7 separate regions of the Mus musculus genome follow, and all the other regions are linked to region 2. A link is a contact called in public ChIA-PET and promoter capture Hi-C data. All regions are on one chromosome and are shown on one strand. Each heading gives the region's core, a stretch centred on a gene start, on an enhancer-like site or on the middle of the called end of the contact. The rest is flanking DNA. Distances are from core to core; before and after follow the strand shown.

Region 1 (3,808 bases), core at 534-3,033, 830 kb after region 2:
CAATGGTGGACTGCACAGTCCCCAAAAGCCAGCAGGGACGATTAGAAATGTTTCAACCACAAGGAAACAAACAAACAAACAAAACGTTAGAAGAGACAAATGTGCCAACCCTGATTTGAACATCATTACATGTGTATTCAAACATCAAGTGGCACCCCCTAAATATATCAGGTTTTAAAATGTATGAACACTAGTTTAGAAACATGTAAAGCCGGGCATGGTAGCACACAGACCTCCTTTATTCCAACACTTGGGAGATGAAAGCTTTCAACACACAACATTAACCTTTAAAAATGAAAAATAAGCCAGGTGTGGTGGCGCACACCTTTAAGCCCCAGGACTCTGAAGGCAGAGGCAGGACAATCTAGCCAGGCAAGGGCTAGAGTGAAACTCTGTCTATACCAACAGCAAGAACAATGAAAATAATTTTTTTTTAAGGAGAAGAAAAATAAAGAGCTGGGCAGATCACTCAATAGCTTAGAGCACCTGTTGCTCCTGTAAAGGACCTAGGTTCGAGTCCTAGCCCTCACACGGTGGCTCACAACCACCTGTTAACTCCAGTTCAGGGATCTGACGCCCTCTTCTGGCCTCTCCCGGCATCAGGCATTCTCGTCATGGACAGATGTACATGTAAGCAAACCACCTATACACATAACTAATACTAATTATGAATAAAAATGAATCAAGGTCTAGGGAGCTATATACAACAAAGCCAAGGTTTCCATGCTAATGCCAGGCCCATGAACGTGTTTAAACTCGCTAATCACCTCTCTCACTCTCTTCTTCAGGCTTCAAGGCTCTCCTACACTTCACTGGACCTCAGGTAAGTATGCTCACTGATGGCTCTAACCTCAACTCGTCACCTGTAAGAGGATGCACCATGGCACTTCTCCTGTCCTTTTTATTTTTGGAAACAGGGTCTCATTCAATAGCGCAGGCTGGCCTGGAACTTGAGGCAGCTCCGGCGTCAGCCTCCTGAGTTGCTGCAGTTATAGATGTGAGCCACCAAGCCTGGTTTCCACGGGGACTGTTACAGGACACCTGATTGATACACTGGTAAATCTTCAAGAAATTCTGTTATATGTGAATACTCCTTCACTCTGGAGACACTGTCAGAGGTCTATTCCTGACGAGAAAACCGAAAGCCAGAGACCGCCACCTCAATGTCCCTAAAGTTGCCCACTTCCCTCCTTCTTGACCACCCCTTTCCTCGGATCCTGCTGACCTGTGAGTTCCTGGATGGTGACCCGGTCCAGGATCTTGAAGCTCGTGTCCAGTTTCAGAGGCTGGCTACAGCGCTGGCACACGAAGCTCACCTGCATGGTGCTGCTGGACGCCTTAGACCCCTCCATGCCTGCGACAGCGGAGAAAAGACGACGTTAAGAAGAATCGGCTCCTTTGAACCTCGGGCCCGAGGCTACCCGCTGCCTTGGTGGTGGAGGTGAAGAGGAAAATCCCGGTCCGCGCCGTTCCCTCTGGGAGTGGGATGACACCAAGAGGACCCGCTTCCGGGGCAGAGCCCAGCTAAGGCAGTCTAGTCTCCCGAGCGGGGAAACGGGGCACCAGAGTGGCCGCCAGGGACTCTAGGCTTCTTCCTAAGGTCTCACTTCAGGCCCCGACGCTCCTCACCTCAGGAGCCCGGAGCCCGCCACCCAGGCTCGTTCTACCGCGGGGGCACGGTGGCCTCGGGTCCGCCCCGGAGCGAGACCTCCAGAGTTCCCATCGCCCGGTCTTCAGCTACTTCCCGGTCGGCTAGCTGAAGACTTCCGCCCAGGACCAGAAGTGACGTCACGACGGGAGCTGACGCAAGGACCCCTGCTCCAGATCCCTGTTTACCCGGCTCGGAGCGCCATCCAAAGGCCGAGCGGGGAAGTGCAGCAGTGCCGACAGGTGGGCCGAAGCTGCCCACACTCTTCTGATTTAGACGGTCCACTCAAGATTTGTTACTTCCAAGTGGAGCCACTTCTATATTCCTTAGGGATCAGGGTGTTGTTTGTTTGTTTGTTTGTTTGTTTGTTTGTTTGTTTGAGACAGGGTTTCTCTGTGTAGCCCTGGTTGACCTGGAACTCGCCCTGTAGACCAAGCTGGCATCCACTTCACAGAGATCCACTTGCCTCAGCCTCCTAAGGGCTGTGATTAAAAGCGTGCACCACCACCTTCCGGCATGTGTGAGCTTTTAAAGTGTATTTTTGGGAGAGTCAAATTGTCTAAACCCTTCTGAGGGAGTGCGTTTGGCAGGATGGTAAATTTTATTGTTATATGTATGTATGTATGTGTATGTGTGTATGTATGTATATATGTTTGTATATGTGTATATAATAAAATGCAAATACATTAAAGGTGATAGTTATATGTATGTATATATGTGTATGTGTGTATTATGTATGTATATAACAAAATGTAAATAAATAAAAAGGTGACAGTGGAGACTGGAGAGATGGCTCAGCAGTTAAAAGCACCAACCGCACTTCCAGATGACCTGGATTAAATCAAATCCATCCACCCACATGGCAGCTCATAACTGTCTGTAACTCCAAGAACTGACACCACTATCACCACTTTCACACAGTCATCCATGTATGCAAAACACCAATGCATTTGTGGTGTGTGTGTGTGTGTGTGTGTGTGTGTGTGTGTGTGAGAGAGAGAGAGAGAGAGAGAGCTGGCTCCTGTGAGTATGTGTGTATCTGGAATCATATCCAAGGCCTCTCATATACTAAGCAAGTACTCCACCAATGAACTGTATGTCCAGCCCTACTTTGTAAGTTTAACATATGTGGGCTGCCAAGATGGCTCAACCTGTAAAAGTGTGTGCACCAAACGTGAGAGAGACCCTAAGGTCAATTCCTAAGGATCGGAGTAGGAGGAGATGAAGTTGACCTCCAAAGGAATTCCAGGGTATGGACTGCCCTCCACCACCACTAAGGATAATAAAAATAATTGAATGTTTTCCATGTTGCTCCAGTTTTGTTAATTAACATTCTCATTGCTGCAATACATCACAGCAGAAACGCACAGATTACAGTGAATTTCTTTATTGATGGAAACTTCCATTGCTTCCAATTTGGGTGGATACAATAATATCACAATGAGGAATTGACTTTGTCCTAGAACAGAACCTTATCATTAAAAGTACTGTAGACTTTGGAATCTTCTCTTTATTAACATTGGCAGTTGTTTTCAAAACAACTCATATTATATTCTGCCTCTAGTAATCCATTAAAGGGCCTGTTTTATGATGCCTTGCCCAGTATTGGATAAGATATATTTGAGGAACAATAGCAGACAATGGCAGTTCTCCATTCTTTTTTTTTTTTTTTTTTTGGTTTTCAAGACAGGGTTTCTCTGTATAGCCCTGGCTGTCCTGGAACTCACTTTGTAGACCAGGCTGGCCTCAAGCTCAGAAATCCACCTGCCTCTGCATCCCGAGTGCTGGGATTAAAGGCATGCGCCACCATGCTCGGCTCCAGTTCTCCATTCTTGTAATTGATATCACTGATTGCTGATAAGGTTGAAGAGTTTGTCATGTGGTCGCCCCTTGCAGTTCTTACAAATTATGTTCACATATTTGTATTTATTTATTGGATCATAACGTCTTTCTCAGGTTTTAAAATAAATGTTTATGGCCAGGGGTGGTGGTGCACGCCTTGAATCTCAGCACAATGGCAGGCTGATCTTCACAGTGGCCGGCCTGGTCCTCATAGTGAGCTCCAGGTCAGTCAGGGTTGCATGTTAAGTCTTTGGCACACAGATAAACACACACAGACACACAGACACATGTAGACATATATGTATACACAAACACATA
Region 2 (3,866 bases), core at 559-3,058:
TTATGGTTGGGGTCACCACAACATGAGGAGCCGTATTGAAGGGTTGCAGTGTTAGGCAGGGTGAGCATCACTGCTCCAAGGGACCCATCCATCCTCCCCACCACTTGGATGCTTTTGCTCCTCTCATCCTGCCTCCTTCATGCAGCTATATAACCCACGCTGTTTTCTCCCTCTACCTGAAGCACACTACCTTGCCACCTATATGCCTTTGCTATGATTTCTGAACATTCTTTATGTGCCCAATTTAAAAATAGTTCCTCTCAGCCTGGTCTATAGATTGAGTTCCAGGACAACCAGCATTACATAGTGCGAACCTGTCTCAAAACAAAGAAATAAAAAAACAAAACCTCCTCTCCATTAGGGCCTATGACGCACAGTCCCACACCTCAGTCTGCCTCACAGCTGTAATAATTATTCAACATGCTATATATTCGCTGTTAAACATCAGAGAGTTTGATAAGGAAAAGGATTTTCATGTGTTTTGATCACTGCTGGATATACCCCCTCCCCCAGCACTGTAACGAGGTCAGTGTCTAGCGCTCCAGAGGTATGTGTTAAAGGATTTGTAACAGTACCAGCATCTCCACCTGCCTCCGAACCAACCTCTGTGGCGTCCTTTCTGGCTCCCCACAATCCATTTTCCACAATCCACTTTTCACTTTTGAAATATTTAAATATTTCGTATTTAAATATTAAAATCAGATAATCTCTCTACCCAGTTTCCCATCCATCACACTCAATAAAATCCAAACATTCCTCACACACACCCTCTGGTCTTTAAACCCAGCATATCCGGAATCGCTGGATTTTCTTTTTAACGTCCTTTCTTCTCTAAGCCAGCCTGGACCCTGACTGAGGCCTTTGGGAAGCCTGTAATGTGCACCCATTCCCTTTTGTACGGCCAATTTCTCTTGCCACTGCGAAGCTGGTTTAAATGACATTTCCTCCGATCCGTAGCTAGCCCTTCACCGTTTTTTAAATGTCATCATCACAGGAGTCGAACACGACCCACCGTTTTTCATCGCCTTTGTCCCTACCACCTGAAATCTGCGCTCAGGGGTGCAATGCGCACAAGCTAGACTCTCAGGGGGCATCCTCAGTGCCAGGCGCGGTGGCTGTCCCGTCGCGGGCATAATGAGGGAGCTGGCACCACAGACACTGCCCCCCACCCCCCAACCCAGCCCTCGCTCGCCCACGGTCGTCTCACCTGTCGGCCAGCTCCAGCACCTCGTGCACGCTGCCGGTGCTCACTCGGATGCGGCCGGTGTACATGTACTCGATAACGGCTTCCACCGTGTCAGGTTCGGGTCCGGGCTCTGAGCTCCACTTGCGCATCTCCACCCGGCCCGAGCGCGATTCCGAAAACTGACCCGAGAGTAAGGGCGTGAAGTACTCGGTGGCAGCGGCCAGCACCGAGCGGTGGGCACGGAACTCGCGACCTCCGGCCCCGCCGAAGCACAGGGTGATGTCGCAGAACAGGCCTTGACGCCGCTGCTCGTTCTGCCGCCAGGACAACTCGGAGCAGTGAGTGCTGCACTCGAAGTCCTCGGCCTCTGGGCCCGGATCGCTCCCGCCCGTGTCGACGAGGGTAGAGATGCCGGCCCCGGTCACGAAGTCTACCGTGCCACTGCCTCGGACCTCAGCGGCCAGGCTCGCGGAACCGGCGACGGCAGTCTCCATGCTCTCCATCTCCAGCACTTGAAAAGATGCAGCCGCGGCCGCAGCGGCAGCTGCCGCCGCCACAGCCGCCGCCATCTTGACGCCGCCGTACCGGCCCCCTCAGCTTCCGAACGGTGCGGCAAGTCTGATGCGACACAGAGGCATTCTGGGATTAAATAGTGCGCGCGGGGCGGAGCCGCGCCTGCGCACTTCTGCCGTGCTTACGCCCTCTAGCGAGGCAAGCGCAGTTCTCGGAGCCAGAAAAAAACTCAGGTCTACCTTTTCTCGCCCCTCCATTATGGTGGCCCCCTGTGCTTGTTTTGTTGAATTTTCTTCTACTTTATGTTGCTTTGGAGTGTATCCTCGCCATCACACGCACACACATTTTTTGTTTGTTTGTTTGTTTTTTAACTTTGTAGACCATGATAGCCTGGAACTCACAGAGATCCACCTTACCCCTGCCTCTGCTGGCCTGTGCCAATCCCAGCACTTGGGAGGCAGAGGCAGGCTGATCTCCCTGAGTTCGAGGACCTAGTCTCAGAAAGGACAGCCAGGAATACACAGAGAAACCCCGTCTTAAAACACAAAACGATTGACTTTGGAGAGAAAGTAATTTTTAAATTTTATTCTTATCAAAGTGTCTGTGCACAGGTCCTACAGAGGACAGGTAGGTGTTAGATTCCCAGTAGCTGGAGTTAAAGGCGGTTAAAACCCCCCTGATAAGGGTGTTGGGAGCCAACAATCAAACTGATTCTCTGAGAGAGTACTCCTAACTGCTAAACTATCTTTCCAATCCAGGAGGGGGGCAGTATAAAGAAAAATAACTTCGTTAAAGTTATTTATTTTTGCAGGTGTCTCTCATGTAGCCCAAGGTGGCCACACACTTGCTGTGTAGTTAAGGATGACTTTGAACTCCTGATTCTTCTCCTGGATTTTGGGATTACTAAAATGTTCCTGAGCACACCCAATTTTGTTTTGTTTTGTTTGTTTGTTTTTTGTTTTGTTTTTTGAGACAGGGTTTCTCTGTGTAGCTATGGCTGTCCTGGAACTCACTTTGTAGACCAGGCTGGCCTCGAACTCAGAAATCCACCTGCCTCTGCCTCCCAAGTGCTGGGATTAAAGGCATGCGCCACCATTGCCCGGCGAGCACACCCAATTTAACATGAGCTATGTAAGAAACCAGGGCAAGCCTGGCGTGGTGGCGCACTTCTTTAATCCCAGCACTCGGGAGGCAGAGGCAGGCAGATTTCTGAGTTCGAGGCCAGCCTGGTCTACAGAGTGAGTTCCAGGACAGCCAGGGCTACACAGAGAAACCCTGTCTCGAAAAACAAAAACAAAAAAAAAGAAACCAGGGCAGTTTAGTCACCCCAGCACCAATAAGTAAATAGCCCTAAAAATTACATTTATTTATTTTTATGGTAGGGTATTCGTGTGGAGTACAAAGCACAATTTAATGAACATCACTACGTTAGAGGATAGAACTCGAACTTGAGTCATTAATTAGACTTGGTTGGTGTTAGGTGCAATTAGCCATATTTTTTGCCCATAAAACAGAATATTTGTTTGTTTGTCTGTTTGTTTATAGGCAGGGTTTCAGCTAGGTAGGGGTGACTGTCCTGGAACTCACTCTGTAGACCAGTCTGGCCTTGAACTCACAGAGTTCACCTGCCTCTGCCTCCCAAGTTCCACCGGGCTGAGAAAATTATTTTCAAAAGGTAGTAAAGCATAAGACTTTGAGTCTTAGGCTGGTAAAAGTAGCACACACCTGTAACTCCAGCCGTTGGGACGCTAAGGCAGAATCATTTGTGGGAAGACAACCTGAGCTGTCTCAAAAGAAGACCGAGTCTCAGCTAGGTGGGTGAAGGTGAGGAATTACTTATGTCTGATTTCCTAAAAATGGATGTTGCCGACCTTGGAAGAACACAGAATGAAATGGAGGATCTTTGAATTTCAGAACAGGCTAGTCTAGTGAGTTTTGGGACAGCCAGGGCTACATGGAGAAACCCTGTCTCAAAAAAAAAACAAGTTGGGCATGGTGGCCCACGCCTTTAATCCCAGCACTCAGGAGGTAGAGGCAGGCGGATTTCTGAGTTCGAGGCCAGCCTGGTCTACAAAGTGAGTTCCAGGACAGCCAGGGCTACACAGAGAAACCCTGTCTCGAAAAACCAAAAAACCAAAAAACAAACAAACAAATAAAAGCCTTTAAC
Region 3 (3,783 bases), core at 1,155-3,654, 990 kb after region 2:
CTAGAAAATACATGAACCCAGACATGGCACGCAAGCCTGACGCTCACGAGCTCACGAAGAGCAACCCATTCCAGCCACAACGAAAAGGCATTATCTTTCATTCCTAGTCTCTGGCACTTGCTCCAGGGTCTCTCTGCAGGAGGCAAGGGACAAAGACAGAAGGATCCAGTTTAGCCACTAGCTGGGCAGGAGGAGGGGGAATCAGGTCAGCAATGGGTCCTCCTGGCTCTCTGAAGACCACACAGAGAGAAGTGTGGGTGCTGTCCTAGACAATCAAGGCTCATCTTAGCTCCTTACAGGACATTTAGGATCCACAGGGTAGGAGAATGAGACCTCTACACAGGCCCCCTTTACATGTAATCAAGTCCCTGTATTGCATTGAAGAGGACAGCCTTTCTGTGAGTTCTGGCCTGGGCAAGGAACCTCAAAACTCAAGTCCAGAAGACACAGTAGCAAGCCAAGAGAGCTAGCTACAGAGCAATAAGCTAGCAGGACAGCCAGCCAGTCCCAGATGTAATCCGAACAAGTATCACTTAATCTGACTCATACCTAACCTTTAGCCCTCCCAACTCAGGGCCATGACCCCTCCCCAACTCAGCCACCAGGAGGGTGGGAAAGCCCTCCCCATAGAATCCAGGCTCTTACAGCAGATTCTTGCCTGAGGCAGGAAATCCTGTATTTACCAGGCGGAAAGTGTGGGGAGGAGTGGATAGGTGGGTGGCCTTCAGCAGTAACATGAACTATTAACTTCCCCTTCCAACCCCTACCCTCCAAAGTCCTTTTAGCACCATCCAAGAGTAGGATTATATCTAAGTCAGGGCAAGGGTGTGACCACAGCTGGATTCAGAAAGAACGACTTTAAGGAGGAGCTGTTTTGATGTTCAACAAATGCAGCAAACCCAGCAGGTTAGCAAAGGCTCAGACTGCTCTGGGGCAGCATCTCATGAAGGTGCTGGATTTGAAAAGAAACTCCTAAACACTTGATATAAAGAGGCCTCAATCGGGATCTCTCAGAAAGCTGGTCTTCTGTAAGTCTCATGTGGCCAAGGTTATGGCTGTGATTAATGATAAACGAGAAACAGACCGGCAAAGCTGGGCCAACCTGCTCAAGGTGCCACACCTCCCTACCCTAGTCCAAATGGGCTCCGCCTGGATTTCGGGGGCTGGGGTCCTCTGAAAGGGAGGAGGAGCAGCGGTTTGGGCCGGAAGTTCCCAAGGGTAACCCTGGGTCGTGGCCTGCTAGCTGAGTCACTGAAGAAGGGATGGAGTTGCAGTCACGAGAAAGCAAGCCCAAGACAAAGATGGGAGACTGATTCCCGCCTCCCCCACGTCAAATACCCGAGTAGTAGCGTAAGGCCCGTGGCGGTGGGGGAAGCCAGCCTCTCTGGGCTCCATGATGGGTGTGTCCCCTTTGGCCCAGCTCGGGGAGGGGCCGTCATACACCCCCATACACCACGGGGCTGCATGTGACTAGCGCTCTGGCACGGCCTCTGAGCCTCCGCCTAACCCCATCTACATAGCTTCTCAAAGCTCCCTCGGGAGGGAAGGGGGAGTTAGCCACCACTCAGAGTCACAAACCACAACTGCCCCGGGAGTGTTTAGTGGGCAGGGGTACAGGTGTGGTTTTACTTGGGGAAGGGGGTGGGAGGGGGGCGAGCAGGTCATCCTGCGCATGCGCCTGGGCGCCTTATTGTTTTCCCCCCAACTCCGCTTGGGGCGGCGGCCACTACTAAAAAATGCTTTGGGAAGGGGCAATAACACTGTTGCCAGTTCCCAGTAAATCCTTTTCCCAGACGCCTGGAGACATAAATTGCTTTCCATGTGTTCCATGTTTAGTCCACCCGCGTCCTTGCTGGCTTCCCGGCCCGGCCACACCCCCGGCACGCGCCCACTCCTGCCCTGCTACCGCTCACCTTACGGTCGCCGACGCCTTCGCCCACTGCCACTACCACGCCCGCGCCCTCCATGCCGGGGGTGACCGGCAGAGGCGGTAGTCGGTCGTACAGCCCTTGGCGGCCCATGAGGTCGGCGAAGTTGAGCCCACAGGCTCGCACGCGCAGCGTCAATTGACCCGGACCCGGGGCCGGGGGCACCGCCGGCCGGCTCTGCAGCTTCACCTTATCGTAGCCACCGAAGCCGGTGAGTACCAGGCAGCGCAGTGGCGGTGCCGAAGCGGATGCTGACGCTTCGGGGGCCGGGGGTGGCTGCGGGTCGCTTGCCACCTCGACTGTCGGGGGCTGCGAAGGCGCACCCTCCCCGGCTCCGGTCCCGGTCTCCGCCCCGGCCTCGGTCGCCGCTGCCACAGTGGCCGCCTCAGCTGCTTCCCTCTCCGCGGACATGGCTAGACTCGCGACGTGCGTTCCCAGCTGTACAGAACCGGTGCACAGCTGGGAAGGGCGGGACACGCGTCAGGAAGAGCGCAGGCTGCGGACACCAGTGGGTGGGGCGGGGCCTTGCTCGGGGGGTGGGGCTTCGCGGGCGGACTTAAAGGGCTAGTCCCTCTGCTGACCGAGCTGCGAGGGCGCGAAAAGACTAGCGGTGCAGGTGGAGGGTGGTGGTGTACGTGCGTGTGACTGATAAGCATGAGGAGATTCTGGGGCATGCCGAGTCTAAGACTTGATTTATTCGTAGAAAGCCTTATACGAATTAAAAGTTGTCGTGACACAGTCTGAAGGATAATTTAAAATCTGAATTTATAATCTAGCCACCTGTGGATCAGACTCCGGTGAAATTGTGCCTCAGGTTGAACTCTACCGTTTACTAATAAGCAGACTTTATTCACTATGTTCTTTTGTTTGCTTGTTTTTTGAGACAGGGTTTCTCTGTGTAGCCCTGGCTGTCCTGGAACTCACTTTGTAGACCAGGCTGGCCTCGAACTCAGAAATCCGCCTGCCTCTGCCTCCCAAGTGCTGGGATAAAAGGTGTGCTCCACCACGCCCGGCTTACTCACTATGTTCTTGCAGTGGCAAACTACAAGCATGAGAACCTCTAAGACAGGGTCTCACCATGTAGCCAGGTCTGGCCTGGAGCCTAGAAGGTGCCATGAATACAAGGCTGGCTCTGCCTCCGGAGTTCTGTGGTTAAAATGACATGTGCCACCACCTCCCTTTTCTTTCACACTCTCTTTTCCTTTTGTTGGAATTGAGGATAGAACCCAGAGCCTCATGAATGTAGCTCTACTCCCGAGTTACATCTCTAACTTAAACTTAACAGTTTTGGGTGTTAATGCTGTGTGTCTGTTTACTTTTTGTAAAACAGCGATGAGATTGTGTGCTTTAGTTACCTTTACACGGTTATTCAAAACGAGATAACATTAAAATGAACATCTTCGACTTAAAGAAGAGTTTTGTTTGTTTTGAGACAGGATTTCTCTATTTAGACCTGGTTGACCTGGAACTCATTATATAGACTAGAGTGGCCTCAAACTCAGGGAGATCTGCCTGCTTCTGCCTCATGAGTGCTAAGACTGAAGGCGTGCAGCACCATGCCCGGCTAAAGAAGGATTTTTTTCACTTATGTATGCATGTATGTATGTATGTGTATTTATTTGTTCATTCATTCATTCATTCATTCACTTTACATCCCGATCACAGCCCTCCAAGCCCCTTTCTCCATCCTCTTCTAGGCAAAAGATGTCATGCAAATGGCGGTTTGCTTATTGCTAGTCTGAGATGAGGCTGAAATTGGCTTTGGGGCTTAGCTCTGGCCCAGCTTAGCTGTCAAAGGATTCTAGCTTCCTTAGCCTTCCCTTTGCTCTTTCTACCAAAACATCCACCAGAGGAC
Region 4 (4,051 bases), core at 870-3,369, 650 kb after region 2:
ATCAGGGCATCAGGTTTGGAGGTAGGCTCTACTACGCTAAGGTGGACTCCAGCACTCAGGTGACAACTTTGTAGTATCAAGCTAATCTTCTGACTCATCAAAAGCACCTCAGCTTTTGATAACGTCATTATTCCTAATAAATAATATAAGAAGTACTTCAGATTTGTTGTTTCTGACCTAACTTAGTGATACTTCTTCAATTCGTTGAAAATCTAGTCATTCTTTACTCTACTAAGTGAAATGACAACACTCACAAAGACACTACTGAGGAGTGAACTGTGTTTAGCCCTCAAAGAAATTCATTCTCCCAAAACAATTCTATAAGTGCCAATGTCTGACTACTTTAACCCGCTTGGACTTTAATACTATCTGTACCCCTCCCAAGGTATGAGTCCCCTCTATAAATGACAAGCTCAATTGTTTTTTAAGTCTTAGGCCACACTCACTTTGGTGGATCTCTCCCCCACCTCCTGCATTGTGGCTACACAGCAGGCATACTACCCGGAAATGCCAGAGATAGGGATCAGTCACAACTTAGCACAAGAGGGGTTCTGAGAAAGATTCTAAACGCAGACTTAGCCTAAGTAAACACTATGGTACAGCATGGTGGCCAGTGTCAATAGCCCCAATCCTCGGGAGCTGGGAGCAGGAAGGTCAGAAGTTCAAGGCCTGCTCTGTGGAGAGGATATTTGGAGCCAAAAAAGAATACACTGTTGAGGACCAGCAAATCTGTTGCAGCTTTGAAATGTGTTCCAGAGCTAGAGAGATGGTTCGGTGGCTAAGAGCACATACTGCTCTCCCAGAGAAGTTCAGTTCCCAGCAACCCCCACCTATCTCCAGCTCCAGGGGGATCTGATGCTTCTAGCCTCTACAAGTACCCACAACTCCTCACGACCACCCCATCTCAGGACCACACCCCTATACACATACACACACACAGGCTTATTCAAAGAGTCTCATCTCTTCTGGTTGTAGAAGCCTCAGTGATATGTCAGTTCCCTTGGAATTTGATCAGTACTATGGTTATTAATAAACCCAAACCATGGTTGGTAGACTCGATGAAGCCCAAACTCCTCCTAGGTGCTCTCATTTTTTCCAGAGAATGAAACACACACTTTAATATAAAGCCACTTGTCCAGTGAAAGAGAACTCAACGGCTCTCAGACAGCCTCAAACTCCTTGAACCACAGCTAAGGTCTAATTTTTGGGGGGAAGCGTTGCAATCCTAAGTGGCTCTGAAACAGATGAAAGATCACCACTGTTTTTTAATTTTTTCCTTCTTAATACATCTACTTTTCTTTCAAGCTGAAACTCCACACAAACTTCACCAACTTGACTGGGTGAGACGGTATCTAACATGCTAATAATCCATGATAACCGGCTCAAGCTTGTTTTCCTCCTCACACCCAGGGATACCCTTCTGCCTCTCCTCCCATCATCGTTAAGTTAAAACCTCTCGGAACCACCACCCTGGGGCAAGCAAGAGAAACGGAGGAAATGGTCTCGAAGTGAAATCACTTTCTCTCGCTAACAAGAGGCACCCCGGCTTACTGCGAGCGACACGGGATGGTACCAGATTCTCTGGCGAGTCGTGGGGGCAAGTGGAGAAGACCAGGAAGGCCCTGCGAGCACCCGGGGTGCCAAAGCCTGGAGGCAGGCGGGATGCTGGGGAAAGTGAAGCATTATCAGGCAAGTATCAGAAGCAGCCAGGGCGACGAAAGAAGGCAGGACAGGGCAGGTGAGAGATCGACACCCCCCCCCCCAGAACAACCTGAGGAATTCCCGCCTAGTAGGGTCAGTGAGGGTCCGGGTGTCTCACCAGAACGCCGCGTTCAGCCCCAGGCACCACAGGGCGCTCCTGGCCGGCCGCTCCCACACCAGGGCTGCCTGCACCCGGCTCAGCAGAGGCTCGTAAGGGCCCAGCACCTCCACCAGGGTCCGCTGCGCCGCCTCAACCTGCTGGTCGCGCTCCCAGGAGCCGGACATAGCTCGGCGGCCCCTGAAAGCCAACCCCGAAGCTGGACCCGGGGCCGCGGCCACCCCTTCAGCCTCCTCCATCTCCCCTTCAGCAGCCACAACATCCGGGGCCACGGCCCGGGAGTCACAATAACACCGACTGCGCAGAAGCACGATTTGGCTGCGGCCGGGCGGAGAAGGGGCGGGGCGGGGCAAGTGCCGGAACGCCCACGCGCGCATGCGCAGACGCTCCGGTGCGCATTCATCAGACGGAAGAGAACACTGCGTCGAAATGCGTTCCCGGCGCTGAGCGCGATTCGGAGCCGCGCACGCGCAACTCGCACGACTGAAGCCCGATGAAGGAGGAAATTTCATCTGCAGAACCCAGCTCCCATTGGAGCGGAGAACGATTAGGGGTGGAGCGCATTGTCTGGCGCCTGCGTCTTGCCGGCGAGCGCGCTAGCGGTCGGCGGTGTTGCTGGCGGGAGAGACTGCAACGCCGATGTCTGAGGAGCGATGCCGAGAGAAATCATCACCCTACAGTTGGGCCAGTGCGGCAATCAGAGTGAGCGAACCTCCCAGACCCTCTGCCTCCCAGGTTCCTTAGGTGCAAGAGGCCCTCGCAATAAGGTCATAGCTTCGGTCTGTCTGCAGAATCCTAGTTCTCCCCCACAAAGGCGATTCCCAACCCTGTGCCCAACTGCCTAAAGCCAATGGACCTTCCCCTGTCCAGTCATTGGCCTAGACACTAGGGAGTCCCAAGGCTAATCTAGATCCCTAGACCCAGGCGTTCAAATCCCCCACTGGCTATTTGGAACCTACCCAGACTCACGTATCTTTTTTCTTCACCTTCCGCCTCCCTCTCTTAGTTGGGTTCGAGTTCTGGAAACAGCTATGTGCCGAGCATGGCATCAGTCCCGAGGGCATCGTAGAAGAGTTCGCCACGGAGGGCACTGACCGAAAGGACGTCTTTTTCTACCAGGTGCTCCCCCAAGTGACTTGACCAGGACCCTGGCGGGACTGGCAGCGCGATCTGGTGCTGGGAAACTCTGAGTGGATGGATGGGAACAGAGTGGCTATCTTGAGGGAGAGCCTGCAGGAGCCAGAGTTGGGAGGCTTCAGGACTTGACCCATCCTGGCTTCCCTCTGACAGGCAGATGATGAGCACTACATCCCCCGGGCTGTGCTGCTGGACCTGGAGCCCCGGGTGATCCATTCCATCCTAAACTCCTCCTATGCTAAGCTCTACAACCCAGAGAACATCTACCTGTCGGAGCATGGCGGAGGAGCTGGCAACAACTGGGCCAGCGGATTCTCCCAGGTCATTTGCTGTTCCCCTGAAGGGCTCTCAACTCTGTGGGTGGGCACAGGCCCTGTGGTTTTTCTACAGATGAAACTAGGTCAGAGATGTTCGAGTGCTGAGTAAGATAGCCATGGCTCCAGGAGCTAACTGGAACGCTAAGGACGCAGTCTAGCTAGTGCTTTGTTGCAGGCCATTTAAATACTTTCTGTGTTATCTTTGTAAACCTCTGACTAACCCTAGAAGTAAGTACCATGGGTTTATGATATTTTATCTACTTCTTCAGACTCAAAACAAAACTCTGAAATCAAAGATATTTCAAACTTCACTTAGCAAAACCAATGCGCAATGGAGAAGGAAGGCTATGTTGATGTATCTCGTTACCTTATTGTCAGCACTCAGGCCTCTCACTGTAGAAATGTCTGATAACACACCTCCAAGCTCCACGGCTGTATCAGTACTGTTTATTTGGCAGGTTCTAGGAATGTGCTAAACATCACATACTAGACAAACTTAGATTGCTGAGCTATGCATCACATCCACAGCCTTGACGTGATCTTTTTGTTAAATATGAATATTTATTTATTTTGAGAAAGTTTCTCTACTTAGCCTTGGCTGTCCTGGAACTCACTTTGTAGACCAGGCTGGCCTCAAACAGAGATCCACCTGCCTCTGCCTCCTAAATGGCGAGGTTAAAGGTGTGCTCCGCCATTGCCCAGCTAATATGCAATTTATGATTGTATGCCCAAAACTACCTTTCAGAACCTGAAGAATTTTGATTTCTAAAAATATCTG
Region 5 (4,132 bases), core at 288-2,787, 700 kb after region 2:
ATCTGCCCTCTGCCTCGCCAGGTGCTGGCGCCTGCACTGGCTGCGGTGCCGCCCGCCCCACCCAGGAATGGAGCCACCGGACTTGCTGGGGACCCCTGAGCGGGGTTGGGGGGAAATGGGAGCTGGACCCAGGCCACAGCACACAGAAGCCTGGTTGCCTCTGGTGGGTAAGGACGTGAGAGAGGTCTCCTCGAAAGATGGAGGTCTTACACACCAACTGTGCCTGAGTGTCTCTCTCCCAAAGGAGATTTGATTAAAAAAAATTTTCAGCCACCAAGTCACCCTCACCCATTCCCTCTGGTTTCCCAGGAACCTCACCAGAGAAGGCAGAGAGTTCTGTCTTAAGTGGCGGAATAATGAGAAGTCCTCAAAGGGCCATCGTCCCGAGCCTTTTCTTTGTGGGGTCCCTGATGCAGACCCCAATTCTAGGATGTCTTTTTGCCCTCGCCCAGGATACTGCGGTGGGAGCTCCCGCATCTGGCCCCAGTGCTCTTGAACTGAGAGCAGAGCGAACCCAGGCGTTCCAGCCGCCCAGCCGGCCTCGCCACATTCCTTGGCTCTGGCGGAGGCGGAAGGAGACGGGATGGGACGCGGGCCCGGCAGGGAAGGGAGAGGCAGGGCCAGGTTGGGCCACGCGTGACGCCTCCTCTGCCTCAGGGCCCCCAGCAGGTGGACAGCGCCTTGTGTGCAGCGCGAAGCCCACAGGCGCATCCCTAGTAGGGCTACTTGCCCCTGGAGCTCCCGGGGCTCTGGCCCTCAGACAAGAATCTCCCCCACATTTGCAGTTGGCCAAGAGGACTGCGTTTGGCCCAAGTATGGAGCAGGCTCAGGCGTGACGGCCGGTTGTAGTGAGAAAGATTGAACTCGGTTCTAAATCCCTGTAGACTTACCCTCCCGCCGCCCGCTGGACTCGGGGTCCTTAGCTCAAAGGTCTCGTCGTCCTCGTCTTCGTCCCCGTCCCCGCTAAGCTCGCCGTCCCCGTAGTCCCGGTGCAGAAGAGTGAAGCCTCGACGGCAGCAGAGAAGCCACCACAATCCCCCGGGGAGAGGCATCCGGGCGAGCAGCCTGGGAATGGGGGCGCAGGCAGTGTTGCCTGAGCAGCAGGGAATCTGAGAAACTGGAGGTACTCCGACCCGAACTGGGTAGAGAAGAGGTGTGACGAGAGGAAAGAAGGGGGCCGGAAGGAGGCAGTGTCCAGCGCTGAGGTGCAAAAGGACTATCACCAGAGCCCGCTGGGGGCTCGCTGTCTGGGCCCGGGCAGAGGAGGGGGGAGATAGCGTCCAGGGCCGGGGGAAGGGAGCCGGGAGCAATGTCCGGAGCTGGGAAGTAGTGTTCGTTGTAGTGTCCAGCTCTGTAGGAGCAGTGTCTGGTGCAGCAATCGTGGTGGGCGGTTGTCCAAGCTCCAAGGAGGGTGGTGTCCGGTAGGGCGTCCGGTGGCCGGGGCCCGGGCGGCGCGCGCTGCGCTCCCTGCAGCCCCGGGACTGGCGCGTTGGGGGCGCGGGCAGAGTTCCCAGACCCCGCCTCCCTCTCTGCCCCCCCTCCTTCCCTCCGCCTTCCCTGTTCTTTTTCTCCTCCCTTCTTCACAGGGTAGGGTCTACGTTGCGTCACAGCCTCCTCTGCCCAATCATTGTTCCTGGCGCCGGTCAGGGAGACCAATCCCAAGCTTGAAACCGCGGCGGGTTGCATCATGTGTCTCTGGCTGAGTGACAGTAGGGAGGGGCGGGGGGGGGGGGGACTGGGGAGGGAGCTTCTGAGGTCGGACACGGGGTGTCTGTGGCGTCACGTAGGACCGCCTTCGTGCTCTTGTTTTAACTCTTGGCTCACCAAGCAGCAAATTAAAAAACCCTTTTCGAAGGTCTGGAAAAGGAAGGGCATAAAGCTGGAAGGAAGCTAGGCTATTGACCTGTGATTACCTGTCACATCTTGGAATCCCTACAAAGAGCCTTACTACCTTCAAGGCATTCCACACCTGCGTGTGAGAGAGTTAGCTAGCTGCAAAGGCAGCTCCATCCTTGGAGTTAAAAGGGTCCAGATTTAGATCTTAGCCACCTCCACTTTTGAGATGAAAAAGCTGAGAAAGGAACTCCTGGAAGCCTCAGACAAAGATCTGAAATAAAAGTGAATTTACAGGGCATTGAACTGGAATGGGGAGAGTGGTTTGGCATGCTCGGGGATTCTGTGGTTTAAGAAAATCAATAGATCAGAGGCCTCTCAGGGCGACTATGCTGCATTTCTGAACAAGAAGGGGTTAACAAGGGCGCTAAAGAATACAGGGCGGGGTTCGCGCTACAGCTTAGACAGTGGGAGCGCGCACATACTCGAGCGCGTTGCTGACTCAGCGGCGATTCCCGCGGTTACGGGCGGAGGGTTCCAGGTCCGCTCCGGTGGGTAGTGTGCGCCTCTTGGAGGATCTGCGCAGTTTTCGAGCTTCTCCTCGTTTCTGACTCCAAGAGGCCAAATTTTTAAGTCTTTTACACCGCCAGAGGCTCTAGGACACACGACTAGCCGGGCTGGGCTAGGCTAGGCTGGACGAAGTGCAGACTTCAGGCCAACGCCTCCCTAGGGACGCCACGCCCTTTTTGCCCCTAGACTCCAGGCTGGAGCGGTGGTCTGACTTTGCTGACCGAATTCTAAACTGGGAAGAACTGTCTCATTGGAGCACAATCCTGGCAGTTGTGCAAAGCAAGGACCAGAAATCAATGCACCATCTCTAGAAGCCATCCTTATGGTACTTCCAGATTGAAGTGGTGTATGCTGAGATTTCTGAGGGCCAGACCACAACTATAACCTCCCTTCCTCTTCAAGATCCTAGACACTTGCCTGCTGGAGAGTTCTGTCTGATATCTAACCTCCCCTTTCCTGGCAAGCTATGCTCATTTCCTTTGGCTTGATCCCCGAGGGGAAATAATCAGAGTGGGCAAGCGCCCCACACTCTGAGCTCAGGCCCAGTAACACCTCTCGGAAAATTTGCAAATTGCAATCCCCCTCATTCATATATATATATATATATATATATATATATATATATATATATATCCTAGGTAGAAAAGTCCACCTTGACATTTTTCTATTTCTTCTTAGGCAGGATATTGTTATTATTATTGATCTTCCTGTCTCAACCTCTGGAGTGGCTGGGGCTACAGGTATCCAGTCCACACACCATCAGACTCAACTTTTTAATTAGCGTTTTTCTTTGCACAGCAGGACTTTAGAAGGGATCCAAAAACCTACCCCAAACTAGAATCTCTTGCCTCCAGCCTCTACCAGACCCACGCACGTACAGCTGGGGACAGCATCACCCCATACATTTCACACGCTGGGATCTAGGTACTTGCTAAAGCAGCCACTACTGGATAGCGATAGGGTTATTAGAAAGCCCTTTCTTACACTGACTCCCGAGGAGAAACCCCGCCCCTCCTCACCTGGCAGCTTTCCCACCTCACCTCGGTTGGCAGAGACCGAGTGAAGCATAGGGCGTGTCAGTACTCAAAGCTTTAGCCGACTCAGCAACCCCTGTCCCTTCACACCTCCCACTGAGACGCAAGCAGGGGCGTGGGGTGTAACCCACTGTCTTGGCCTTGCTGCAACCAAAGCTGGTAATTCAAAAATAGTAACAGTAGTTGGGTTGCATCTCATTTGCACAGAATCAATTTAATTAAGCGCAGAGGCAATCTCTTTAGATCCTGAAGTCTTTCTCAACGTCCCCCTACTTACTCCCCTTTCTATTACCCTCCCTGGGATTGTTTCTTTAGCCCTCCCCCTTCTCTGGAATTGTAGCCCTAGTTGTCCCAAGAGAGACTGTGGGTCTCAGTAGGAGCAGAGCAGGAAGAAAGGCGGAGTCGACGGGGGCAGCGGCCACGAGGGTTGGGCTTCGGGCTGCATCCTCCGCCCTGGAGCAGCCTCCGCAGGTCCCGGCGGAAACGCAGGCCCAAAAAGGCATAAAGCACCGGATTGAGGCTGCAACGGACCAGGGTCAAGCCGCCGGTGACCAGCAAAGCTAGATCCTTGCGCTTGCTGGAGGAGCAGCTCCGCTCGCGGGCTGCCAGTAGATCGGCTGTATCCAGCAGCAGGGCAAGGCTGTAGGGCAACTGCAGCACCACGAAGGCCACCACCAAAGCCACCACGACGCGCA
Region 6 (3,944 bases), core at 899-3,398, 950 kb after region 2:
GAACTGCCCATTGAACTTAGGTTCTACAAGAGCAACCAGTGCTCTTAACAGTCATATGTCCAGAATAATTTTTAACTGTGAAAAAAAACCCTACTAAATAAATGTAAAATCAAGATTCAGTTAGCAGATGGCCAACTTTCAGCTTTTAGAGGAGTAGCTGCTATCAAAGGGTCTTAAGTGTGAGAAAGACAAAGTCAAGGTTATGTTTAACAGAGCCCACTGAAAGCGATGGAAAGAGTGGCTAAGAAATGAGACAGAAGGGCTGGAGAGATGGCTCAGCGGTTAAGAGCACTGGCTGCTCTTTTGAAGGTCCTGAGTTCAATTCCCCGTAACCACATGGTGGTTCACAACCATCTGTAATGAGATCAGATGCCCTCTTCTGGTGTTTATGAAGACAGCTACAGTGTACTCATATAAATAAAATAAATCTTTAAAACAAACAAACAAAAAAGAAATGAGACAGAAAATAGGCAACGATAATAATACCTGTAATGTCATACACATGCTTGCAATATCAATGTTCAGGAGGCTGAGGCAGAGGGATGGCAAGTTCAAGGCCAGCCTGAGCAACAACAAAAGAGCTTGACTCAAAAACAAAAGCGAACAGACAAAAACCTACTTCCCCCAACAAACCCTGGTGGTTGCTGTCTAGACTAGGAGGAAATATATAGATTTCAGAATAAATAGAATATCAAATACACACGACCCAGAGGACTCCCTAAAATAGTGACTGGAAAGAAGCCAAACACAGCTCCAGATATAACTCTGATGCTTGGGTGCACAGAGAGAATGCTCAGATGAAGGGAGAGCACAGGAGTAGACCACTCCTGCACACACACTCACCTTTATATCCTCCTTTGTGAGCCTAGGCCAGGCCACCTTCTCCTTCCATTTCCTCACAAAGCAAGTAATGGAGCGACCAGAACGCTTATCCTGGGAGTCCTGTCAGACAGATAGCCTTATTTTTAGGATAAACTTCCAGTCTCCTTGCTTGGCCAGCCTTTCTTGTTCAGATATGACTATCCTTACCCTGCCCTCACCTTGGAGTTCACCTTGGCATAGAATTCAATCTCGTTATACAGCTCCACTCCATCACCATTCCTGCAGCTAAAGTTACAGTAAAGAGACATAGGAAGTGACAGGATAAGTTCTTGAGACACCAGGAGGATAGGAACGGTTCTTGAGACCCCAGGCCAGTCCACAGGGGAAGACTACTACCTGAACACGACGCGGTGGTCCTCAATGAGCACACTGACGTCGGTGCTGTCCTCAACGCAAAACTCCATGAAAACATATTTGGGTCTGTCGTACCACAGAGTCCGGGCAGGCTGCCTGAAGAGGTTGGAGGTGGGGCTTGGTAGGGGTGGGCAAGACTGAAGGCAATATGGAAAGGTGGAGGGAGGAGACAGTAGAGTCGTACGTGGTGCCACTGAACCAGACAGAGGGGAGTAGTGGGAGTGGGCAGAGGTGGCGAGAATAAACCCAGAGAGCCAAGGGAAGTAAGGAGTTAGAAAATACGTTCAGATCTCACCACCCCCTCTCACCCACAGTCACAGAGACGTGGAGTCTGGGGTGCTGGTGGGCAGACTCAGCGGCTTCTACAAATGTGGGAGAGGAAATCTGCAGGAAAACGGACAGGGGAATATGTAGGACCTGTATGATGGCGGCCTGAAACTCACCGTTCCATGGTGACTCCAGCTGCCCCGTGGCTTTTGGAGTCCCAAGAAAAGGCCTCTATCTTTAGATTCTAGGAGGCTCCTAGCAGCTGCCTCTCCTTATATGGTAGGAGGAAGGGTTGCGAGGGAGGGAAAGAAAGTTGGCTTGACAGCAAGAGTGATTTGGACTCCAGAAGGACACCGGGAGCGTTTTCTACATCTCGGGGTCTCCAGAAATAAACATATCAGAAATACAATATCTACTCTCTATCCAGGGAAAGGGCTACTCTAGCCCCTATATGCAGGAAGTTACTTGTTCTCGGTTTCATTCACTTGTTCCTCCAACTCAAAGTGTCTAATTCACAAAATGCATTAAAGTCCCGAGGGGGCGGGCCCTCCCGAGATTGGAGGAGTGCAAGACCCGCCCACCACTCGTCCAGGCTTCCCTGCCAGAGCCCGTTGCCATGGCAGCAAGGGGGCGCCACTGACGTGCGGGCGGCGTTTCCGGGAAGATGGCGACGGTGGAAGTGGCTACGGAGCTAGGAACTGTGGTGACCGCTGTCGGGCCTAAGGCGAAGGACGAGGAAGAAGAAGAAGAGGAGGAGGAGTCGCTGCCACCATGCGAGACTGTGCGCTGGGCTCCCGTGGGGGCAGTGGCCGAGGCCGGTCCTGGGGCGGCGACGTTCTCGGAGGCGGCGGCAGCCGAAGAGCCTGGAGCGGCTCCGGGCTCTCCATCCGACGCGACTGTCCGCACGCTGAGGCGGCTGGAAGCCGAGCGGCGGCAGCTGGATTCGGCCCTGCTCGCGCTGTCCTCGCACTTCGCGCAGGTGCAGTTCCGTCTGCGCCAGGTAGTGCGCGGGGCGCCGGCGGAGCAGCAGCGTCTCCTGCGCGAGCTCGAAGACTTTGCCTTCCGCGGCTGTCCTCACGTCCTGGGTTACGAGGGGCTGGCAGACCCTTGTGGCGGTGACGAAAGCGATGTGCTGCCGGGGGACCGGCCACGGGTGCGGGGTGAGGACCAGGTGAGTGTCTGCCGCTAGTTCCGGATGCGGATGAAGATGATGCAGGCGGGGAGTTTGTGGGTGGTGATGCTGACACGGACCGAGGTAGAAAGGGTGAGGAGCGACCGAGCTGGAAGTACTATAGGCACGTGTATGCAAGATAGAGAGAAGAGTCAGGAAGATGCAGAAAGACATATGGCGAGCCTTAAAGAGTATTGAAAAGGCAGTTGGTAATGGAAGCCGTGCTGCCTCTGTCGACTTTGAGGTACTTGAGTGTGTATTTGTGTCACTCTCTCTACCCTGAAGTATATACCCTGAGCACTTATTGATAGAATGAACATTGGGAACGGGAGAAGTGTTAAGTGAAAGGGAAGTGAATTGGAATCCATGGAAATTGAAATTAATGCCCCGTGCTTTTTTTGGCATATAGATAGGCTGTGATCTTTATGCTGTCTTATCTCAGTGACGGCTTTGGTGAACAGACACCATCCCTTGGCAGTGGAAAGAAACACACCTGACTATAAGGATGTCCTGACAGTGTTTTCAGACTGCTCTGCCATCCTGGTTAATAACGGGGTTCTCTGAACGGGGCCTTCTGACTGACCAGTGCGTTCTTCAGTACACCGAAGAAGCAAGGAAATTCTGTAAACCACAACGCGGGAAGATTCCTTACAAACTTTGAACGTCTGGAAGCTGGAAGTTTTGAGACAGGCCGCCTTTTCCGCTTCCTGTTGTGCAGATTGCAGTCCACATGTGGCTTTCTTCCCACTCAAAATGGTTTAGCCAAGAAAACTTATTGGTAGGAGATAGTGACTTATGCTGATCTGAAGTGTTTCCAGTTCCTTCCTTCTCATACCCATATACCCTTGCACAAGGAGCAGTCAACCACAAGTCAACAGACTTAAAAAGTGGCCAGGCCCTGTCCAGTATTGAATGCCATGGAAGGTCCTGGGCAGAGATGGTACTGTCTCTATTTTTTATTGTCACTTTCAGAAAAAATTGTCAAGGTAATGACATAAAAAAATTGTCCTCGCTCTGCCAATTAAGCAGCTGTATTGTTAAGTACATTCTTTGGGCAAAATGATATATTTTTTCTGCTTTGGGGGGGGCAAAGGGAACAGTCTTGGGGGTGGCACCCAGGAAGTTGCATGTTGTAGACAAGCACTCTGTCACCAATTAAGCTATGTCCTCAGCTCTTGAAAATTATTATTATTGATTTTTTTTAAAAGACAGGCTCTCTGACCCAGAACTTGCTATAGAATCATCTTGAAGTTTTTTTGGGTTTTAGTGT
Region 7 (4,001 bases), core at 761-3,260, 780 kb after region 2:
AGGCAAACCTAATTATAAGTAGGAGTTATGATTAAAATCAATGAAGGGAATCTATAGGACCATCCGTCATGAGGGGGTAAAGGAGAGAGAGGTGTTAGAGATAAGTCAGACTTTGACCTTCAGAACTGACCTAAGGGGGGAAAATGTAGGGGGCTGAAAAGATAGCTCATAGATTAAGATCAGTCACTGCTCTTACAAAGGACCAAAGTTCTATTCCATTTAAATAGCCATGTCAGGCAACTCACAATCACCTGTAATTCCAGCTCCAGGGAATCCTCTTCTTGTCTCCAGGAGCACTTGCATAAATGCATATATACATATAAATAAAAAGAAATTAATACCTTCTTTAAAAAGAAAGAAGGTGGGTCTAGAGAGATGGCTTAGCAGTTAAGAGCACTGAGTGCTCTTCCAGAGGTCCTGAGTTTAATTCCCAGCAACCACATGGTGGCTCAAAACCATCTGTAATGGGATCTGATGCCCTCTTCTGGTGTGTCTGAAGACAACTACAGTGTACTCACATATCTAAAATAGATATATCTTTAAAAAAAACAGACCATGGACACAGCACACACATGTAATCTCAGTTCTCAGAAGGTTGAGGCAGTGGGATTAAAGGCTGAGCTCTGGGATAAAGGTGTGCTCAGCTAACATTTTTTTTTTCTTTTAAGATTTATTTGTTTATGTATGTATATGAGTACACTGTAGCTGTCTTCAGACACACCAGAAGAGGGCGTCAGATCTCATTACGAGTGATTGTGAGCCACCATGTGGCTGCTGGGATTTGAACTCAGGACCTTCAGAAGAGCAGTCAGTGCTCTTTACCTGCTGAGCCATCTCACCAGCCCTAACATTACTTTTAAATAGAAATAAAGTGAGCTACACAGAAAGGGAGGGAGGCATGATGATAGTGATATCCGGAAAGAAATTGAAAAATTGAGGCAACACGTTACTTGTAAAGGAAGAATGGCAGTTTTGAGTTCAAAAGGCAAAGGAAGAAAAAATGGGGAGGAGCTTTGGAGCTATGAATTAAACATTGTGACAGAGAGAGATTAAGGGATTCTCACAATAATTCTTCAGGGAACAGAAAGATAGACACAGGCGGACTATTTTGAATGAGGATAACAGGGAATCAATGAAAACAGCCCAGCTTCTTCTCGCTCTTTAAAGGTGAGCATCTCCTAGCAGCCCAAGGTCAGCCTTCTTTTCAATACACCTTTTGTTTAGTGCTCTTATCCCTTAAATGGGTTCATATTGCATGTCAGGTCAGAAGACTCCCAAACTTGTATTTCTAGATCCAACAAGGCTCCCCTGAGAGTCCAGTAGTGAGATTAGTCAGCGAGCCCGGGACTCAGTAAACATGTTCTGGTTGGTCTTCAGCAATTTTCCACAGCTCAGCAGTGGAAGTACTGTTGGGAGAATGGAAACAGTAATTCTGGTTTGGGAACTGACCCGTAGTTTAGGCAGGCAAAGGGACAGATCTGACTAGTGTAGGCTGGGTATGAGTCAGATGAAGCCAAAGGGATTCCAAGTCTGGGGTCTAGAAAGGAAGAGGTTAAGAGCTAAACGTTAGTTTTGATTCTTTGAAAAAAGCAATAAGTTTTGATTCTTTGAAAATCGCGTATAGCGATGCAAACCACACAATATGCTCCCATGATCCTACAGGAAATTTAAGAGTGAAGTCAACCTGGGTGGGAATGCAGGAAATTTCGGCATCATGAGTTTAAATTGGCAACCGACACGAAGGTGAAGCCTCCAGATGTGGATTCTAACTTGCGTTCGGCTGACCTCGCAATTTGCAGAGGGAAACTACGTGTCGTCGTCCCCCCCCCCCCCCCCCGCCCCCGTTTCCCTCTGTTTAAGCGACAAGACCCAGAACTCCTGCGCTTCATGTTGAAGTTTTTCTTTAGACAGCAGCAGATTGGTGACAAGAACCGTTCCCATCCCACTGCGGCGCCTCCCGAGAGGAGTCCGGAACCTTTCTGCTGTGCTGTCAGCCCGGACATGCTGAGGCGGAGACCGGAAGCCCCTTGTCGGTTCCGGGTTTTCTGGGCTACTACGATGGCGATGAGTTTCGAGTGGCCGTGGCAGTACCGCTTCCCGCCCTTCTTTACGTGAGGCTCAGACCCTGAGAAGCCCAGTGTAGCTCCCTCCCGTCCCCGGGGCCCAGGGCTCAGCCCTGATGATTCACTTGGGGTTCCGGGGGAGACGGGAGCTGCCGGCCGCCTTCCTGTCCAGCCAGCCCGTCACTGTCTCCCCCTAACGTGCTGCTAGGCTGGTGCTGCTGCCGCCCTCTTCCACGCTTTAATTCCTCGTCCTGCTCCCTTCGCCCGGCAGGTTACAGCCGAACGTGGACACCCGGCAGAAGCAGCTGGCCGCCTGGTGCTCTCTGGTTCTGTCCTTCTGCCGCCTGCACAAACAGTCCAGCATGACGGTGATGGAAGCCCAGGAGAGCCCGCTTTTCAACAACGTCAAGCTACAGCGTATCCTCCCTCAGGCTCTTCCATAGCCCACCCCCAGCCCCCACACACACGCACTCCCACACTTTTCTACATGCCCAGACTGCATCTCCCCACCTCCCTTTACCCACAGTAGGCAGGCTTCTATTCAACCTGGACTTGGGAAACAGCAAAACTAAATGGCAGATAATCATTTTATATGCACTTTTGCAGGCAGTGCAAGCTCCCTTTACCCTAGTTAATGAGTGCTGGGGTCTTTAAGTCCCAAGCTTTACACACTGGACCCTTTAAAACTATTTGAATCTCCTCTCTGTGAGCCTCAAATCCCAAACCATCTTTAATAATTTTTTTGACTTGCCCCACCTCTCCCAGGAAGTGAGGGTCATTTATTTTTGCTCTCTGATTCATAGGTAAAATTTGTGGAGAAAAAGGCACAGAGAATGAAGTAAAGGGTAACACCCTTTATTTTCTAAAACTCTTGCCTTTTATTTGAGACCTGATCTCTATAGCCCAGCCCAGCCTTGGACTGGTGATTCTCCTGTGTCCATCCCATAAGAGCTGGTATTACAGGCCTGTAACACACTTTGCTAGTTCTTCCTTCTAACTGGAAGTTTCTTTTTACCTCCTTTTCCAGAATATTGAGGAAATGCAAACATATCTTCTTCAAAAATTGCATGTATGTATGGCAGGGAAAGGAGGGGGCTAGATCATTCTTTATCGTGGGCCGAACTCCGAAAATGTTTTATTTAACCTAATTTACATGTAGGCCATTCCCTTAACCTTAAGCCAGGGAAACTTCCTGTGGAGTCAATTCAGATTGTATTAGAAGAACTGAGAAAGAAAGGTGGGTTCAGTTCTCAGATACCTGTTGGTTTGTTTGTCTGTTTAAAGATATATTTATTTATTTCATGTATATGAGTACACCATTGCTCTCTTAAGACACACCAGAAGAGGGCATCAGATCTCATTACAGATGGTTGTGAGCCACCATGTGGTTGCTGGGAATTGAACTCAGGACCTGTGGAAGAGCAGTCAATGCTCTTAACCACTGAGCCATCTCTTCAGGCCCCCTGGTTTTGTTTGGTTTGGTTTGGTTTGGTTTTTTTTTTTTTTTTTTTTTTTTTTTTTTTTTTGGTTTTTCGAGACAGGGTTTCTCTGTATAGCCCTGGCTGTCCTGGAGCTCACTTTGTAGACCAGGCTGGCCTCGAACTCAGAAATCCGCCTGCCTCTGCCTCCTCTGCTGGGATTAAAGGCATGCGCCACCACGCCCAGCTTGTTTTGTTTTTTAAATACTGTTTTTCACATGTCCTGTGGTATTTGCCTTCTTATATGTCTGTATGAAGGTGTCAGATCCCCTGGAACTAGAGTTACAGACAGTTGTAAGCTACCATGTGGGTGCTGGGAATTGAAGCCGGGTCCTCTGGAAAAACAGTCAGTGTTAACCACTGAGCCATCTATCCGGCCCCTCCCCTACTTTTTTTCTTCTTACTTGGGATTTTTTTTCCCCTGAGGGTACAACAGGGCAACTCTTCCTTTTAGTGACCT

What was found. Promoter capture Hi-C pulls out the DNA fragments that hold promoters and counts their contacts. ChIA-PET counts read pairs in DNA pulled down with a chosen protein or histone mark. Capture Hi-C pulls out chosen DNA fragments and counts their contacts.
Region 1: an RNA polymerase II ChIA-PET map of memory CD8 T cells shows a contact between it and region 2, with 17 read pairs. The contact joins the promoter of Becn1 here to the promoter of Klhl11 in region 2. A contact is called at or near these places in 5 of 39 promoter capture datasets (the C10 cell line, liver, maxillary cranial neural crest and 1 more), 2 of 115 datasets of contacts at active chromatin or transcription factors (embryonic limb bud and memory CD8 T cells) and 2 of 9 other capture datasets (adipose tissue and liver).
Region 3: a contact with region 2 is called in a promoter capture Hi-C map of liver, with 4 times the contacts expected there. The contact joins the promoter of Vat1 here to the promoter of Klhl11 in region 2. A contact is called at or near these places in 1 of 39 promoter capture datasets (liver), 1 of 115 datasets of contacts at active chromatin or transcription factors (bone marrow-derived macrophages) and 1 of 9 other capture datasets (liver).
Region 4: a contact with region 2 is called in an RNA polymerase II ChIA-PET map of memory CD8 T cells, with 15 read pairs. The contact joins the promoter of Retreg3 here to the promoter of Klhl11 in region 2. A contact is called at or near these places in 3 of 39 promoter capture datasets (the HPC-7 cell line, hippocampal neurons and liver) and 2 of 115 datasets of contacts at active chromatin or transcription factors (memory CD8 T cells and pancreatic cancer cells).
Region 5: an RNA polymerase II ChIA-PET map of memory CD8 T cells shows a contact between it and region 2, with 12 read pairs. The contact joins the promoter of Plekhh3 here to the promoter of Klhl11 in region 2. A contact is called at or near these places in 5 of 39 promoter capture datasets (the C10 cell line, the HPC-7 cell line, cranial neural crest and 2 more), 1 of 484 Hi-C or Micro-C datasets (embryonic stem cells), 1 of 115 datasets of contacts at active chromatin or transcription factors (memory CD8 T cells) and 2 of 9 other capture datasets (adipose tissue and liver).
Region 6: a promoter capture Hi-C map of cranial neural crest shows a contact between it and region 2. The contact joins the promoter of Rundc1 here to the promoter of Klhl11 in region 2. A contact is called at or near these places in 4 of 39 promoter capture datasets (cranial neural crest, frontonasal cranial neural crest, hematopoietic stem and progenitor cells and 1 more) and 2 of 9 other capture datasets (adipose tissue and liver).
Region 7: an RNA polymerase II ChIA-PET map of memory CD8 T cells shows a contact between it and region 2, with 11 read pairs. The contact joins the promoter of Vps25 here to the promoter of Klhl11 in region 2. A contact is called at or near these places in 7 of 39 promoter capture datasets (the C10 cell line, the HPC-7 cell line, HPC-7-derived erythroid cells and 4 more), 2 of 115 datasets of contacts at active chromatin or transcription factors (memory CD8 T cells and pancreatic cancer cells) and 1 of 9 other capture datasets (liver).

What each region holds. Positions count from the first base shown.
Region 1 is chr11:101,300,503-101,304,310 of GRCm38.p6, forward strand. Becn1 (beclin 1, autophagy related) reads right to left here and starts at 1,784. Exons shown (of 12, transcript NM_019584.4): 1 at 1,630-1,784; 2 at 1,226-1,354. The coding sequence starts at 1,352.
Region 2 is chr11:100,470,974-100,474,839 of GRCm38.p6, forward strand. It overlaps Klhl11 (kelch-like 11), which reads right to left and starts at 1,809. Exons shown (of 2, transcript NM_172565.2): 1 at 1,208-1,809. The coding sequence starts at 1,755.
Region 3 is chr11:101,463,795-101,467,577 of GRCm38.p6, forward strand. Vat1 (vesicle amine transport 1) reads right to left here and starts at 2,405. Exons shown (of 6, transcript NM_012037.2): 1 at 1,914-2,405. The coding sequence starts at 2,339.
Region 4 is chr11:101,117,722-101,121,772 of GRCm38.p6, forward strand. Retreg3 (reticulophagy regulator family member 3) reads right to left here and starts at 2,120. Exons shown (of 9, transcript NM_026501.3): 1 at 1,820-2,120. The coding sequence starts at 2,058. Tubg1 (tubulin, gamma 1) reads left to right here and starts at 2,396. Exons shown (of 11, transcript NM_134024.3): 1 at 2,396-2,521; 2 at 2,826-2,938; 3 at 3,110-3,277. The coding sequence starts at 2,473.
Region 5 is chr11:101,169,835-101,173,966 of GRCm38.p6, forward strand. It overlaps Plekhh3 (pleckstrin homology domain containing, family H (with MyTH4 domain) member 3), which reads right to left and starts at 1,538. Exons shown (of 13, transcript NM_001346769.1): 1 at 891-1,538. The coding sequence starts at 1,052. It overlaps Ccr10 (chemokine (C-C motif) receptor 10), which reads right to left. Exons shown (of 2, transcript NM_007721.4): 2 at 3,164-4,132. The coding sequence ends at 3,780.
Region 6 is chr11:101,422,937-101,426,880 of GRCm38.p6, forward strand. Rundc1 (RUN domain containing 1) reads left to right here and starts at 2,149. Exons shown (of 5, transcript NM_172566.4): 1 at 2,149-2,674. The coding sequence starts at 2,168. It overlaps Ptges3l (prostaglandin E synthase 3 like), which reads right to left and starts at 2,392. Exons shown (of 7, transcript NM_001357574.1): 1 at 1,680-2,392; 2 at 1,219-1,332; 3 at 1,041-1,107; 4 at 844-942. The coding sequence starts at 1,687.
Region 7 is chr11:101,251,697-101,255,697 of GRCm38.p6, forward strand. It overlaps Vps25 (vacuolar protein sorting 25), which reads left to right and starts at 2,011. Exons shown (of 6, transcript NM_026776.5): 1 at 2,011-2,111; 2 at 2,335-2,480; 3 at 3,247-3,300. The coding sequence starts at 2,059.